2 separate regions of the Gossypium arboreum genome follow, and region 1 is linked to region 2. A link is a contact called in public Hi-C data. All regions are on one chromosome and are shown on one strand. Each heading gives the region's core, a stretch centred on a gene start, on an enhancer-like site or on the middle of the called end of the contact. The rest is flanking DNA. Distances are from core to core; before and after follow the strand shown.

Region 1 (7,241 bases), core at 2,021-4,520, 180 kb after region 2:
TTTCACTTAGCTTAGCATTGACATGTACTAAAGTCCACCAGATTAGTTAGTCGTTTTTTTATATTGGTTAATTGACGAGGTTTTGACTGAGTTGTGTTAATTAAATTTAATATTTTTAATAAGCATAATTTTTGTTAATCGATTCATTATTTGTATTTTTTATGTTTAATTTGTAATAATTGAATGCTTAATTGAGTGGGTCACTTTGATGACCAATTTGACACTTCAAATTCGATCAGACGTTTAGGTCAGGTTTGGGGTGTTACAAGGGCAAATAGGAGACTAATTAGGATCTAGTGCTCTTAGTGTAGTTGTTTCGTTGTATATGCTTGTAATTTTTGAACAGATTGATTTAATAAAATTCCATCATTCACATTATTATCTTTTGTGTTTCTCCACAATGGTTTTTGCATGTAAAGCAAAATGTATAAGCATATATTAGTTCATTGGTTACCTAACTTTTAATTAATATTAAGTTGCATCATGTGGTTTAATCATAATGTGAGAAAATAACTTATATTAGTAATTAATCTAAAAGGTCCATAGTAAGAAGAATCAAAATTGAGCAAATTGATTCAAGGGACTATTATGATGTCTATCAAGTCTAATTAGGGAGATTTGTCTTATGTATCGAAGTGGATGACTCACAGAAGATAGAGACATAAATGTGATTGTGTAGATTGATAATATATCAGACATGACCAAGTTGAAGTTATCTTAGATCCGTTTATGGATTTATTTACTTGTGACGTTCATGGTGTGACTTTCCTCAATCCTAAGTAAGTGAGATAAGTGGCTAACCATGCGTGTGTGACTCGTATATTTTGATGTATTGAAAGCTTGAGTTCAATTGGTAATAGGGCCGAAAGTTGGTATGTTGGGTATACGACTTTTGCAGGGCATGACTTCATTATTCATAGCCCAAGAAAGGGTAACTGGTATTCTCTCATCGGAATTACATGGTTGATGGAAAAGTAACATGACAATGAGTCATTTGTCTAGGACAAATTATTTAATTACTATGTGTTAGTAATTGACTTTTTCATGAAGGAAGATGTAATAGTTACCATGAAATAAAATATGATCATGTTGGGTGAATGGAATTAATGCAAAGAGATTAGGGAGATCCTATAAAGGTAACACACATATGACAAGATCATCGGACAAGTAAAAAATAAGTTGCTTTCGTAATGTTATATAATAAGAGAGAGTTTAGTCATGGTATTATTAATGGATTGACTCCATCACTAAACAATGTTGCAATTAATAGACGAAGAGTCGAAACTTAATTACAAATTATTTGAGCCTTAATTATATATGTCCAATCAGTCCATCTTTTAGCTTAACACGACCTCTTACATATTGCATTTGAACCAATATGTTGAATGAATGAAAACAACGAGTAGTGAAATAGTTCATATGTATCATTATTTGTAGCGAATGTATTTTCTCATTAAGTACAAGAAATAACTTAGAGATTAAATTAATTTCATCAATTATTATTTAATTGATTATAATTAAATAACTGGAATTGAAATGAAAATTAAATTAATTAGTCATCTCATTTTATTAAATAGGACATTATAGTTACTTATAGATTTTAGTACGATAAAGTCGCTATAAATATAATGAAATTAGAATTAGATTGAAAAATAATTTAGGAAATTGAATTAGTTAAATAAATAAGTAAATAATATTTTAAGAATGAAAAATTGGTTATCGAGTTGGATGATTTATATGAGTTGGTTTAAATATTAGAAAACATGTATAATTGTATCTAGTACATAAGACATGCCCAATAAGCTCATTAGACATGTAACGGGGAACAATCCTAGTTCCCAGAAATGGATGCCGCCTATAGCATAATCTTAATGGGACTATATGTATTTTCTATTAAAACATTATTGATTCGTTACCTCTCTTGTTTAACAAGAAATCTTGTGAGTTTTTCTTATAAGTAAGGACTATGAGTTTGGTTAAAATAGACAACTATTGAGCATAGTTACTCTGTTAGAATTTAGTGCGATTTATTTATAAAGTAAATTTTTTTTCGTGAGAAATTGTGTTTGGTTTCTAGCTTATAGAGAGAATTAAATTTTCCCATAAAAAAATTAATAATTTTCATTGTGTGTGATTAATTCATGTGATTAGAGTTTACTCTTTAAATAAATCGAGGATTTGAAAATAACAAAAAAAAATTATGTTAGTTGAAAGCTGAGAAACAATTAAACCATTTAGTCAAAAGCACATGTACTAAGTTTGGTAAAATTTATTGTTATAAATAATTCCATTTAAAAAAAAAAATTCTATTTTGCAAAAACTTGATCTTTAGATCGAATTTTTCCAACAACTTATACTTACATAACATCAAATCATGTTGTCAGCCTTGTAAAAAGACACCGTAGATGTAATAAGGGTCCACCATGTCCTAAGATCTACAAACACGTGTCCAAACCCAAGACTACTGTCCATCTATAATTACCCTCGTAAGAGCAAGCGAAGCTCACACTAAAGGAACTAACCCTTGACCATCCTCCATTAGGCCCTAAAAGAAACCAAGCAACTAGGTTCTCTGCACGACGTCCCTCCACTGTATGAGCCAATGTCTTTCCCACCAACTTTTTCTTACCCTCAGCAACATTAGTCAATTTCCATCCAATTAAAGATTTAATTGAATTTTTTAAAAGTTAATAAGTAATTTATCCTTAAACTTGTTTAAAAGTAATTAGTTGGTATTTTCTTTTTTTTTTACCTAATTGGTATCTAAATTAATATCCTGTCATCCAAATTGGTACCTTTACATTAAAGCTGTTAGCTTGTATTGATGTGGTGTTAATGACTAATCCTATAGTGACACGTGATAACCTCTTTGTATGACACGTGAGGATATAAATTAAAAAATATATATAATTATTTTAAAAATATAAATTAATTTAAAAAGTATAATTTTTAGAGAAGTTCAAGTATCAATTAGGTATTTTTGAACATTTAGGTATCAACTAATTATTTTTGGATAAGTTCATGGGACAAAGCACATGCTAATCCTTAAAAATTAATGTTGTTAACAAATTAAGAGCAATGCGTAACGAAATACAAGTAAATACAAAATAAAATTCAAATATCAATTAAATATTTTTAACAAGTTTATATTATTGTTTTTAAGAAATTGATTGCAATGAAATGATAAATATTTGAATGATTATTTAAAATTTAGTGGGCTGAAATGATAAAAGTCCAGTCCAGCAAATTTAGCTGAGCTGAAGGCCGACAAAGAAATATAGGTTGGCTCAGAGCTATCCTAAATTAAGCAGCCCATTAATTATTGCATCAACCCGAAAAAAACAAAAATTACGAGACGACAGTGAGGTAATCGAAGGCTTTGGTCACTCAAACGTAGCCAGCCAGCTGCCAGATCTGCTAAGTCGATCAATCGATAAAATAAAATCCAAATTTCAAGAAACTAGTACTTTTTTCTTTCTGTAAATCTGTTTCGTTGTGTTGAGTGGAGGTAGAACTAGAAGAGGCAGCAATGGATGCTTTTAGAAGGCAAGCCAGCAAGCTCAGAGAACAAGTTGCCAAGCAACAGCAGGCAATTTCATCACAACCCTTCACTCCTCTCTCTTTTAATTTATTTTCCTGGGTTTAATGAGAACCGAGTTCTGTTGATTTGGTTGTCAGGATAATGGAGGAAATCTGGGAAAATGAAAGCAAAGATTTTATTTAGTCTTGGATTACAGAATTAGATTTGTTTAATTACTTTGACTTCTAGAAGTTTGGGGGCCTAATGTATATGTTTCAAGAATTAAATATTTAATTGTGGAGTTAATTCTAAACGTTAAATTGTAATTTATAATCATCAAAGACGAATCATTCTTTTTTAGGTAAATTAGCTAGTTCCATGTCCTTTGAGTTTGTTTTCTGCTATATTCTCAAAAAACTGTACCTACCATTAGATTGCCCTACATTTTCTAACATAGGGAAAAGAGTAGATGCAGAGTTTCCAGAAGCTTTTGTTATTGCAAAGCTTCATCCTTTACCTGAAAGTTGAGTAATCAGTAAGATCTCAAGTGCTTCCAAGTGTTGATTGATTGGCTTTTATCTTTGCAAGTGTTTTTGCATTTGGTTTAAACATGGGCATGGATGTCATTCATTTGGTTTACCTTGTTAGGATCATTTACTCGAAAACAATATCATCCTATCTTATTCTAACTGGGCTAATTTTGTTTTAATTGAGTCCTGACAAGTTACCCTTAATTCTTATGTTTATGTTAGTTTTGCTAGTTGCATTTTTCTTCAGATGATCAATGTCTTCTCCTATTGAGTTAAAAGAATTTTTTTTGCAGGCCGTAATAAAGCAATTCAGTGGAACTGGTTATGAGAGCTCAGATGTTGTAGTTATTGACGAGATTGAGATGCAAAGGCATCAACAACTGGACAAATTGTACAAGTCCACTCGTTCAGCTAGGGTAAACAACATTTCCATCATAAATTTGTGAAACTTAATTTGATAATCCTGTCATATTGCTTTGTTCTCTGTGAATCCATGTTATTCATATCTTCACAAATGAAGCCATTTTCAGTATGTAACTTTAGTGCATCCTATCTACTTGAGTTACAGTTAAGTACTTCAGTTAAATCCCTTTGGTGTCATTTTAACTAAATAAAATTTCAAAGGTAACAGTTACTCTGCGAGTGCGCCTGGTTGGAGGAACAAAATTTATTATGAGAGCTACTAATGGCTGTACTATATTCTGATATTTAGTTTCTCAATTTGCCTAACTTTCATAAAAACTAATTTCTCTTAATTTTCTTTTATATTTACTGCAAGTTTAATACCCATGGAGTGCTTGCTTAACGAATTTACCGCTCTTCCTTTCAGGATTTTCAAAAAGAAGTTATTAAAGCTGCAGAAGCATTTACAGCCATCGGGTATAAGCATATTGAAACAGGTGCAGCATTAATTCATACCTTTTTAATTTTGTTGTTCTGACATGAATTTTGTGCGATTGAAATAAATAACATATATTGTGAAGATAAAGCTTTATCTTTATGGTTCTTAATCTTTATGATAATCAGGAACCAAGTTCTCTGAAGAATGCTGCCGATATGGAACTGAAAACAGTGAAAACATCAACGAAAATGTTCTTGCCAAAGCTGCAGCTATTTATGGTGATGGTTGTAAACATGTAGAGAAGGAGCAAGAAGATTTGATTAAGTTGCTATCCCAACAGGTTGACATTTATCGGATGTTGTGTTTTGAAAGACTCTTTTCATCACATCATAAAATAAATTTTTAGTTATGTACTTGTAAACACATTCAATCCAAAATGAGTATGATGCTTTCGTTGTATTCCTTGCTAAATGTTACCAGACTATGTTTTTGTATGCATTCAAAGAATTTGTATGTCCTTTGTCCTGTTGCATGCTTTTGTTACATTTTATTGAGAATAACTAGTGCTGATTAGAAACATGACCCTTCTATTTCAAAATACGTAAGGTTTTGGATCCCTTGAGAGCAATGAGTGCTGGTGCTCCTTTGGAAGATGCTCGTCATCTTGCTCAACGCTATAGTCGAATGAGGCAGGAAGCTGAGGCACTGGTAAGTAATCATACAGAACAGCACCCCTTGCATTAGTAATTTTCTATATATTAAACAACAGTTTAAATTTCTTAAGATTGTCTTCGGAAATACACAACTGATACTAAATATGATAAGCAAGCAGGCAGCAGATATTTCCAGAAGACAAGCAAGAATAAGAGAAGCGCCAATTCCTGAAAATGTTGCGAAGTTGCATGCTGCTGAAGCAAAGATGCAGGAACTGAAAGCAAATATGGCAGTTCTGGGTAAAGAAGCTTCTGCTGCATTGGCTGCTGTTGAAGCACAGCAGCAAAGATTAACTTTACAGAGGCTTGTAGCTATGGTATAGATGTGCATTACTTCAGTGTATACAGTCTCCAACTTGAAGCTTATCTTAATTCATAGATGATATTCAAGATTTTGATCTATGCATTTATAGGTTGAAGGGGAAAAGACTTATCATTTAAGAGTGGCTGCAATTCTTAATGAGATTGAAGCTGAGGTTATTTCCTGGCTTCCTTGTTTCGGGTAAAGTAGCCTTTTATTTTGAATTATGGGAACTTATATCTTTGTGTCGAACTTGGTAGATGGTTTCTGAGAAACAGCGCAAAGAATCTGCTCCTCCCGTGATTGTACCTGAGAATGGCTCAGAGAAAACTATGTATTACTTGGCTGAAGTAAGTTTACCTAATCTTGGAAATTTGAAGAATGTTCTAGCTACTAGGTTCATTAAGAAACCATGTATTTCATAAAAGCATGAGATTAGAGGCAAAAGAGGAAAAATAAAACAGAAAATTGTTTGATTATGGTCAAAGACATCGACTTAAGTTGTTAGACTTGCTTTTTACAATTTTTATTGGCCATTAAAATTAGAATGAATGAAGTAATTGCCTTAACTTGTTAGCTTCTCTAAGTCGAAGGGGTTCTTCTTACACTTTGGTTCCCTTCAGGTATGTGAAGTACTAATATTTTGAGTTTCTTGTCACAGGCAACATATCCCTTTTCTGCTTCATCTGAGAAGGAACTGAGCTTGTCAATAGGTGACTTTGTTGTTGTGCGAAAGGTATTCTATTTTCCTTTCCTTAGTCTTACATCTAAGTGGTACGTATAGGTTGCATTTAGCTCGAGAGACTGGAGTGATCTTAGGTTATAGTTACAGAGATAAGTCGAAGCTGATTTTGCAATCTTACATAATGGAAGAATAATGCTGGATGCCTTTTAAACTGTGGTGCATAGATTGCTACTCATCCACCATATACATGAAATGTTGTGCAAGAGGTATCTTACTGGATACTCTAGGTCCTGTCGCATTCAGTCTTACATTTAATTCGCTCTAGCTTAAGCATTAGATTTAATGCCCACACAAATAACACTACTAATAAACTTGTCTAGGTTATAGCTTTCATTTAAAAAAAAATAAAAATTGATGGGTTGAATTTCTTATTTACTTGCCCTGATTCTTAAAACACTGTATGCCCATGCAGGTAAGTCCAACTGGATGGTCAGAAGGAGAATGCAAGGGCAAAGCAGGGTGGTTTCCATCAGCTTATGTTGAGAAGCGCCAGAGACTTCCATCGAGTAATCCAGCTGGTGAAGTCTATTGAGTTATAAACATGAGTTAAACATTTACCCCTCCGGAAAAGGGAAAGAAGAAAGAAAAAAA
Region 2 (7,459 bases), core at 1,902-4,401:
CTTGCCATGATTTTAACCCTAGACTCCCTTCCCTCTAAACAAATGGCCAAAAAGAAAAACCTTGTAGCATCTTTTAAGGAAATTACCACACTCAAGCCAACCCACTTACGTACGACCAGCTAGCAGCTACTATCAGCATCAGCATTATCACTACTACAAAGCCTTGGAGCTGTTTTCCTAACTAGGTCTGTTCATTATTTTTGAGTGACATATATTGATGTTCAGAATGGCACAAGAGATCAGTATTGGGCACCACAAAATAATATCCATCAGGGTATTTTTCACAGAAAACAGCTAGCTACGTAGTTGCACACTAATTAAAGTAGTGAAAGAAAAACCAACAAATAATTAGACACAAGAAATTAGAAAGACTGTCCCCAAAAGCTATGTCCTTAGATTAGGGAGTGAGCGTTGGATGGTATTATATCTTTCATGTATTTGAAGAGTTACTGGAGGGTCATAGTCCAAATTGCCCATATATGAATTGGACATGAATACTTCATGAAAAATTGGTCAGAACTTGGGACTTTCAATTAACATATGTTTAAACAGGGGGAGCTGAAAATACAAAACAAAATCAAGTACCCAGAAAATTAAAGACAACTAAACTAATATTATAAAATCCGGTGCCATCCCAGTTGAAATTTTCAAGCCCCTAATATTCTGGTTAACTGATCACCAATTTAACCAAACCAACTATTCCAAAGACAAAATAAATATAAGGGGCTCATTCAGTAAATGGATGCCACAATTGCCATTGGCACATGACTCTTAGTCCAACAAGGAAGAAAATGGACTTACATATAGCCTCCAACATTACATGAAAGCAAACTTTTAAAAAGTTCTCCAGATGATATGAGATGAAAATGAAAATATTAATGGGCAAACAGTGTACTACACAACACGATTAACCAGAGAGACAATTAAACAGACCACCATAAGGCCTTTCATCCTTCTCATCATTCATCAAGCTATCTGGATCAACCAGAAATTATTCATGAATAGTTGTAGGCTTTAAGAAATGAATCCGTAAAGAAAGAAAATGATAACGAGGTTAAAAGCAAGGTCATTGCAGATTGGAAAAAGAATACCAGATAACTGATAAAACAATCAAATGACAAACAATAAGTTCCAGATCTCAAGTTCAAGTTTCATAGTCCAAGCATTCTCGTACACCCACACATGCACAAACTATATGAGCTACTTAGTATATCTCAATTAGCAGTACTGCAAACTATAAAGGAAAGTATAAAATTGATCTTTTAACTTTATGGATAACCCAAGCCTTCAATTTATCTCCCAGAACCAGTAAAAACTTCAAACAATCCGCAGCAACTTAACCATGAGGTTCTTTGCACTGGTGGTGGAGTAGGAGCAACAAGAGGCTGCGAACCAATGCAGCAAATATCCAGTCAAATTAAATAAAGAATATTCAAACTCACAGTTGTAGAAAAGAATAGGAAGAAGATATACCTGCTTTTCAGGATAACCATGGGGCCCGGATGCATGGTTTTTTTCAGCAACATTGCTAGTTTCAGCAGTAGGAATACCGGAGGATGGGAAATTTTTTCCTTCAACTCCTTCCAATTCAACCCCTGAAACCCCATTTGATGAAGGCAATAATTTCTCTTCATTCTCCTTCAACCCTGATTCAACTACATCAGGTACTGAATTCTTTGCAGAAAATTCCACCTCCTCTGGCACAGATGACATGTTCTTTACCAAATTGTCAACAGCAACAGTCTCCACTGCAGAATTACTATCAGCATTCTCAAGTGTGTTATTTTCAGCAACCTTCAGAACTTCTTCAGACAAAACAGTAGCTGACTTATCCTCGGTACTATACGAGGCCGCATCAGAACCAAGATTACAGGTTTCTTCATTTGACTTCTTCTCAAAGGCTTGAGATTCGTCATCTGAACTACTGTTGCTGCTGGTACTAGAGCTCTTATCACGATCAACATGCTGAATTGAAACATGTGTGCTCTCAAGATCCTTGTTTGGTTCCCACTCTTTTACAATTTTAACATCAACATCATCCAATCCCGATCTCTCGGTGCTCTTTGCATCTTTAGCGGCTTCTTCCACAGACTTCTCCTCAGTTAGATGTGATTGTGATCTCTCTTCATCTCCGCCCTGACCAAATGAATGCTGGTGATTGTGGCCATCATGAGATGCAGGGGAACCAGCATCACCGCCATCACTGTCCCTTTCATCTTGGCTTCTCGGATCATCATTTCCTAGAACCATTAGATAAACATCATAACAATTCCAAACCAATATGCAAACAACAAATTCACCAATCCCCTCTAAACAGGACCAAAATAGTCAAATACTAGAAAGGAAATGCACTATAACTCGAAATGTATAGACAAGTTCTTCCAATAACAAGGATTCTGGTAAAAAATTAAGTAAAATACAGGACACGCTAAAAATCACCACAAGACCCTAAAACAAAATAAACTGTAAGTGATTAAAGGAGGGCAAACCCTTTGAAAAGCAACCACATCAATTAATTAAGGGCAGGAACTAGAAATTAACATTACATACCAACCTGATTTGTTTAACTATAGAACTCCAACAAATCAAATAAAGAACTGAATGATGCATGCATATACAGAACCAAGTACGATTCAATTAAAAAGAAGTTATAAAATAAATAAAACCCATCAAAAAACAAAACCCAAAACCCGAAACAGAAATTAAAAGAAAAAAAGCAAAAAGTACCAAGTGGATTGTTGATAGTCGAAGGATTGATGTTGTTGACCGCTTGCTCTTTCTTTTTCTTGGCAGCTTTTCTCTTCTTAGCACCTGATGGCATGACTGACTCCCTTCCTCCCTTTGTACCAAATCTTGTGTGGGGTGTGTGTCCCCTTCAGCCTTCTCTCTACTTGCTTATTTGGCTACTGCCCACTACTAGACGGTCACTGGTAAAGGAAAACCTAGCTGTATTGGCAAAACAGAAGAAAAGACCGTAGTAGAAGTGGGTAATATTTAGTGACAGTACATTGAGAAATGAGTAGAAAAAGCCAAAGGGTGAATCAATCCCCTTCAAAGAACCGCTCCTTCTGCCTTAATCCGTTTGAATTCACTTTGAGAGTGGATGGCCTTTTTATATTTATGGCGTTGGGGGGGGGGGGGGGTGTTCTTGTTTTAATTTTGTCATCATTTATGTTTTTCATTTATAGCCACATACTTATTTTGTCTAAGGAATGTTTAACATTTCAAGAAATAAAACAAATATATATGTTAAATGCAAAATATTCTTATTTTATTCTACATTTACAGACATTCCGAATTGGAATTGGAATTGGACAAGAATAAAATTCAATATTTTGTGTAATAGGATCCTCATAAATTTATTAAGTTTTAGGAGATGTAATAATGGATTCGATTGTTATAATCATTATTATTGATGTATGAGGATGTGGGTTCGAAAGATTTGAAATGTATTATTCTATTAGTTATGACTTGAGGAGAGACTATGAGTAGTTTTAGACATTACCAAAGATTATTTATTTTATGAAAGGTTCAAATATAAAATTCACTCATTTTAGCAAGAGATCAATTAGTATGTCATATTTTATTTACTTTCTCTAAAATTTAATTTTCTCTTGAAAGTTAAAAAATATTAAGACAAAATTAAACTTATTTTAAATTGGTTTAAAGTATTAATCTATTAATTAAACATTAAAAAACTATTGCCTCGGGTTTTTATAAAAATAATATTAAAATTTTAATTAATTACAAAAAGAGGGTAAGAATAAAATTAATTACGAAATTGGAGTGTTCGCTAACTTTGGGTGCTGCTTGACACATTGGTAGCACCAATGAACTTTTTTAAAAAAGTTTTCAGGAGAAAGAAAAGTTAAATAAATGAAAAAGAAATTTTAATTGGTGTTGTTAATTTGTCAAATAAAAAATATTTCTTTTAATTGCATCCATTTGATTAAATAAAAAAAAAGTTATGATTTTAGGGGTTAAATGCAAGGAAAAAGGCATTAAGGCATTAAATACAGAGAAAAGGTTGTTGTCTGGTGTTTAAATCACAAACCAACATTTTATTTTCATTTTTTCAGTATTTTTTTTATCAGACTCTTTTTTAAAATGTACTAGTGTCATCAATATATCAGGTGGCACCCAAAGTTACTATGACAAACACCACATTTTTGCAATAATTTGTTCTTGACCCTATTTTTATAATTAATTAATTTTTTAATATTATTTTTATAAAAAAAGTCTATTACCTCTTTCTTACTACTTGATTTTCTCTATTGTTCCAATGAATTCTTCACAAGTATGTTTTTTCACTGATTTTATTTTTATCTACATATTTAATCATTTATATAGTAAATTGTTGACATATTATATTTATTTTCTATTATTTTTCTGTCTTTTCTTTTTAATGTATATAATTGTAAAAATATGATAATTAATAATTTCTTTCTTTTTCCATTGTTTAATAAAAACATTTGTTAAAATTACTTCCTTTTCATTTTTAATTAACGTTAAGGATCCAAATAAAATAATAAGTAATGTTTTCATTAAACTTTCTTTCACTTTAACATAATAAAAAAATTATTGAGAGACACAATTCAAAACTATATGAGCAAATTTCTCCAAAATACAGTTTTTTTTAAAATTATCAGATTTGGCTGTAATTTTAAAATTATAGTATTAGGTTGAAATAATGAAAATACTTCCACTTAAAAATGTTTTCAACGAATTTATAACTGACAATATTTTCAACGTATTGAAAAATAACACTTCCAACTAAAAACATTTTCATTATTTCAACTTAATCCCGTAATTATTCAAAATTTCACCCAAACTAAAAATTTAAATATAATTTTTATTTACTTAACATGTCCATAGAGTTGTTTTAGAAGTGTGCAAATTTGATTTTAGTGAAATAAATAAAAAGAGATGGGAAGAGTGGTGCGGGATTTGCCAAGCGGATGATGAAAATTTTATGTGTTGATTAAGATGGGATTTGAATGAGGGAAGCCACGTGGTTTTTCAGATTATTCTATTGGCAGTATTTAGTCGGCAGCAGATATGTCTAGATCCCAATACCAAACTCATTAATTTTTTTTTTTTGATGAAAAACTCATTAAAATTTATATAATATAAATTAGGGACAAATCTTTTCGGTATTTAAATTTTTAAAATTTAGTATTTGAGTTTAATTTTAATTTTTAATTTGATATTTAATTTTTTATCTCATTTAAATGCTTAAATTTGGTTTAAATATTTAATTTAATATTTACGTACCTATATTTTTATACCAAAATTTAAGTATCGAATATTTATTAAATTACATGATGTTTTTAATTTAAGTATCAAATTAAATATTAAAATTAAACTTAAATACCAAATAAAATGTTAAAGCTAGATTTAAGTATGAAATGATATATTAATATATTTCCGGAAAGCAGTTGAGGAGGGATTTGAATTTGTAGAATAAAATAAAATAAACTAGAGAAAGGAAATAGCTTTGCTTTTCTCTTTTACTACATTCATTGAATTTAAGATTTAATTAACTTTATTTCGAGAATTAACTCCAAACTAATTTAATTAAATATAATTATGAAATACCGAATATTATGAGGAGAATTTTTTAAATAATAGGGTAAATTGTTAAAATAGTCATTTTGTTTCCTTAAGTTATATTTTAGTCACTTATGTTTAAAATATTATGTTTTAATCACTTATGTTAATGGGTTTTAACATTTTAGTCACTGGGCCGTTAATTGTCATTAACGGTATAATGGTACACTAACGTGATACGCTAAATCATCATTTCAAACAAAAAAATTTATGTTAAATTATACAATTGGTCCCCATATTTTTTTCGTTTTGAGCAAATTTTTTCTTTTATATTCTTTTAACTTTTTTTTTTCTTCTTTATTTTCATTCTCTTCTGCTTCTCCCTCTATTTTCTCCCTTCTCCATCTCTTTTAATGTAAAAGGAAAAAAAATTGCTCAAACATTTAATGACTAAAATGTTACAACATGATAACATAAGTAACTAAAATGTAACATTTCAAACATAAGTGACTAAAATGTAATTTGAAGAAACCAAAAGTGACTATTTTAATAGTTTACCCAAAATAATATTATAATAAATTTAAAGTTAAAACATATGATTTTTAAAGTACTTAACCCACTCTGGTATTGAATAAAAATAACCCATCCCTATTTTCACTCTTAAAAAGTTCTAAAAGGAAATTAGAGGTTGTTGTAAATACACTAATAATGGATATTTATAATCCCATTAAACTCTCATTAAAGTGATAAAAAAAATTCCCTAGTTTATTTATAAACATGAGAATAACTTTAGATGTTTCAATGAAACAATTAAGAAGAGTCATTTACTTATACTTCATTAAATGTAAAATAACTTAGATGTTTCAATAAAACAATTAAGAAGAATCGTTTACTTATACTTACTTCATTGAATGTAAAGGAGCTTATAAATAAAACTCCTATAAGTGAAATTTGAATACGAGAAAAATTCTTCTATACTTATCATTCACCTTTACTTGTTATTATTATTTTCTTAATTTTTCTATAACACATTATCAAAACGATTATCGTAAAATTACTTTCTTTAGTATCTTATATTTTCCTTCTTGTTTTATCCTTGAATTATTATATTATATTTCATCATCTCCTGTTAGGTTTATGTTTTTAAATACCAAAGCTTTATAAGAGTAATATATCCACCTCTTTTAATTTCTCTTGTCTACGATTATTCATGATTTTTTATATACATGTTTTATTGTGAATTATAAAAGTTAACTAACTAACTCTAATATTCTTAATGACATATAGTTATTTAAATGTGTATGCAATTAATTTTATCCAACCAATTTATATAAGGTTCTATTGATTATGTGATGTTTTATATACTAATTATCATTGTTTTATACTAGCTTGCATAATATCAAATCTTACAAAATTCGAATTTGTGGCTCTTGACATATCCGATAAGAATTATTTGTCATGGATATTAGATGTTGAAATTTACTTAAAAAATAAATGACTTGGGAATACATTTACCCAAGGTAATGAGGCATCTAAACAGGATAAAGCCCAAGCTGTTATTTTCCTCCGTCACTATTTTCATGAAGGATTGAAAATAGAATATTTAAGTATAAAATATCCACTTGAATTGCAAGATAGTTTAAAAGAAAGATACAACCATGAAAAACGATAATTTTACCCAAAGCTCATTATGATTGGATGTGCTTGAGATTGCAAGGTTGTAAAATAGTAAGTGAGTATAATTCCAAAATATTTAATATAAGTTCTTAATTAAAATTATGTGGAGAAAAATAACCAATGAGGAGTTATTGGAAAAAACTTTTTCAATTTATCACGATCTAATGTGTTGCGACAACAATACCGTGAAAAGGATTTTAAGAAATACTCTAAATTAATCTCATGCCTCTTG

The links. A called contact is a pair of places that touch in the nucleus more often than the background predicts.
Region 1: a contact with region 2 is called in a Hi-C map of leaf, with 3 times the contacts expected there. The contact joins the promoter of LOC108484108 here to the promoter of LOC108484118 in region 2. A contact is called at or near these places in 3 of 5 Hi-C or Micro-C datasets (all in leaf).

Annotation. Positions count from the first base shown.
Region 1 is chr6:23,660,640-23,667,880 of ASM2569848v2, forward strand. LOC108484108 (SH3 domain-containing protein 3) reads left to right here and starts at 3,271. Exons shown (of 10, transcript XM_017787772.2): 1 at 3,271-3,589; 2 at 4,344-4,466; 3 at 4,880-4,949; 4 at 5,077-5,231; 5 at 5,498-5,599; 6 at 5,724-5,921; 7 at 6,018-6,080; 8 at 6,166-6,255; 9 at 6,567-6,641; 10 at 7,063-7,241. The coding sequence starts at 3,530. The coding sequence ends at 7,182.
Region 2 is chr6:23,485,729-23,493,187 of ASM2569848v2, forward strand. It overlaps LOC108484118, which reads right to left and starts at 3,152. Exons shown (of 3, transcript XM_017787788.2): 1 at 2,728-3,152; 2 at 1,474-2,240; 3 at 1,077-1,385. The coding sequence starts at 2,821. The coding sequence ends at 1,293.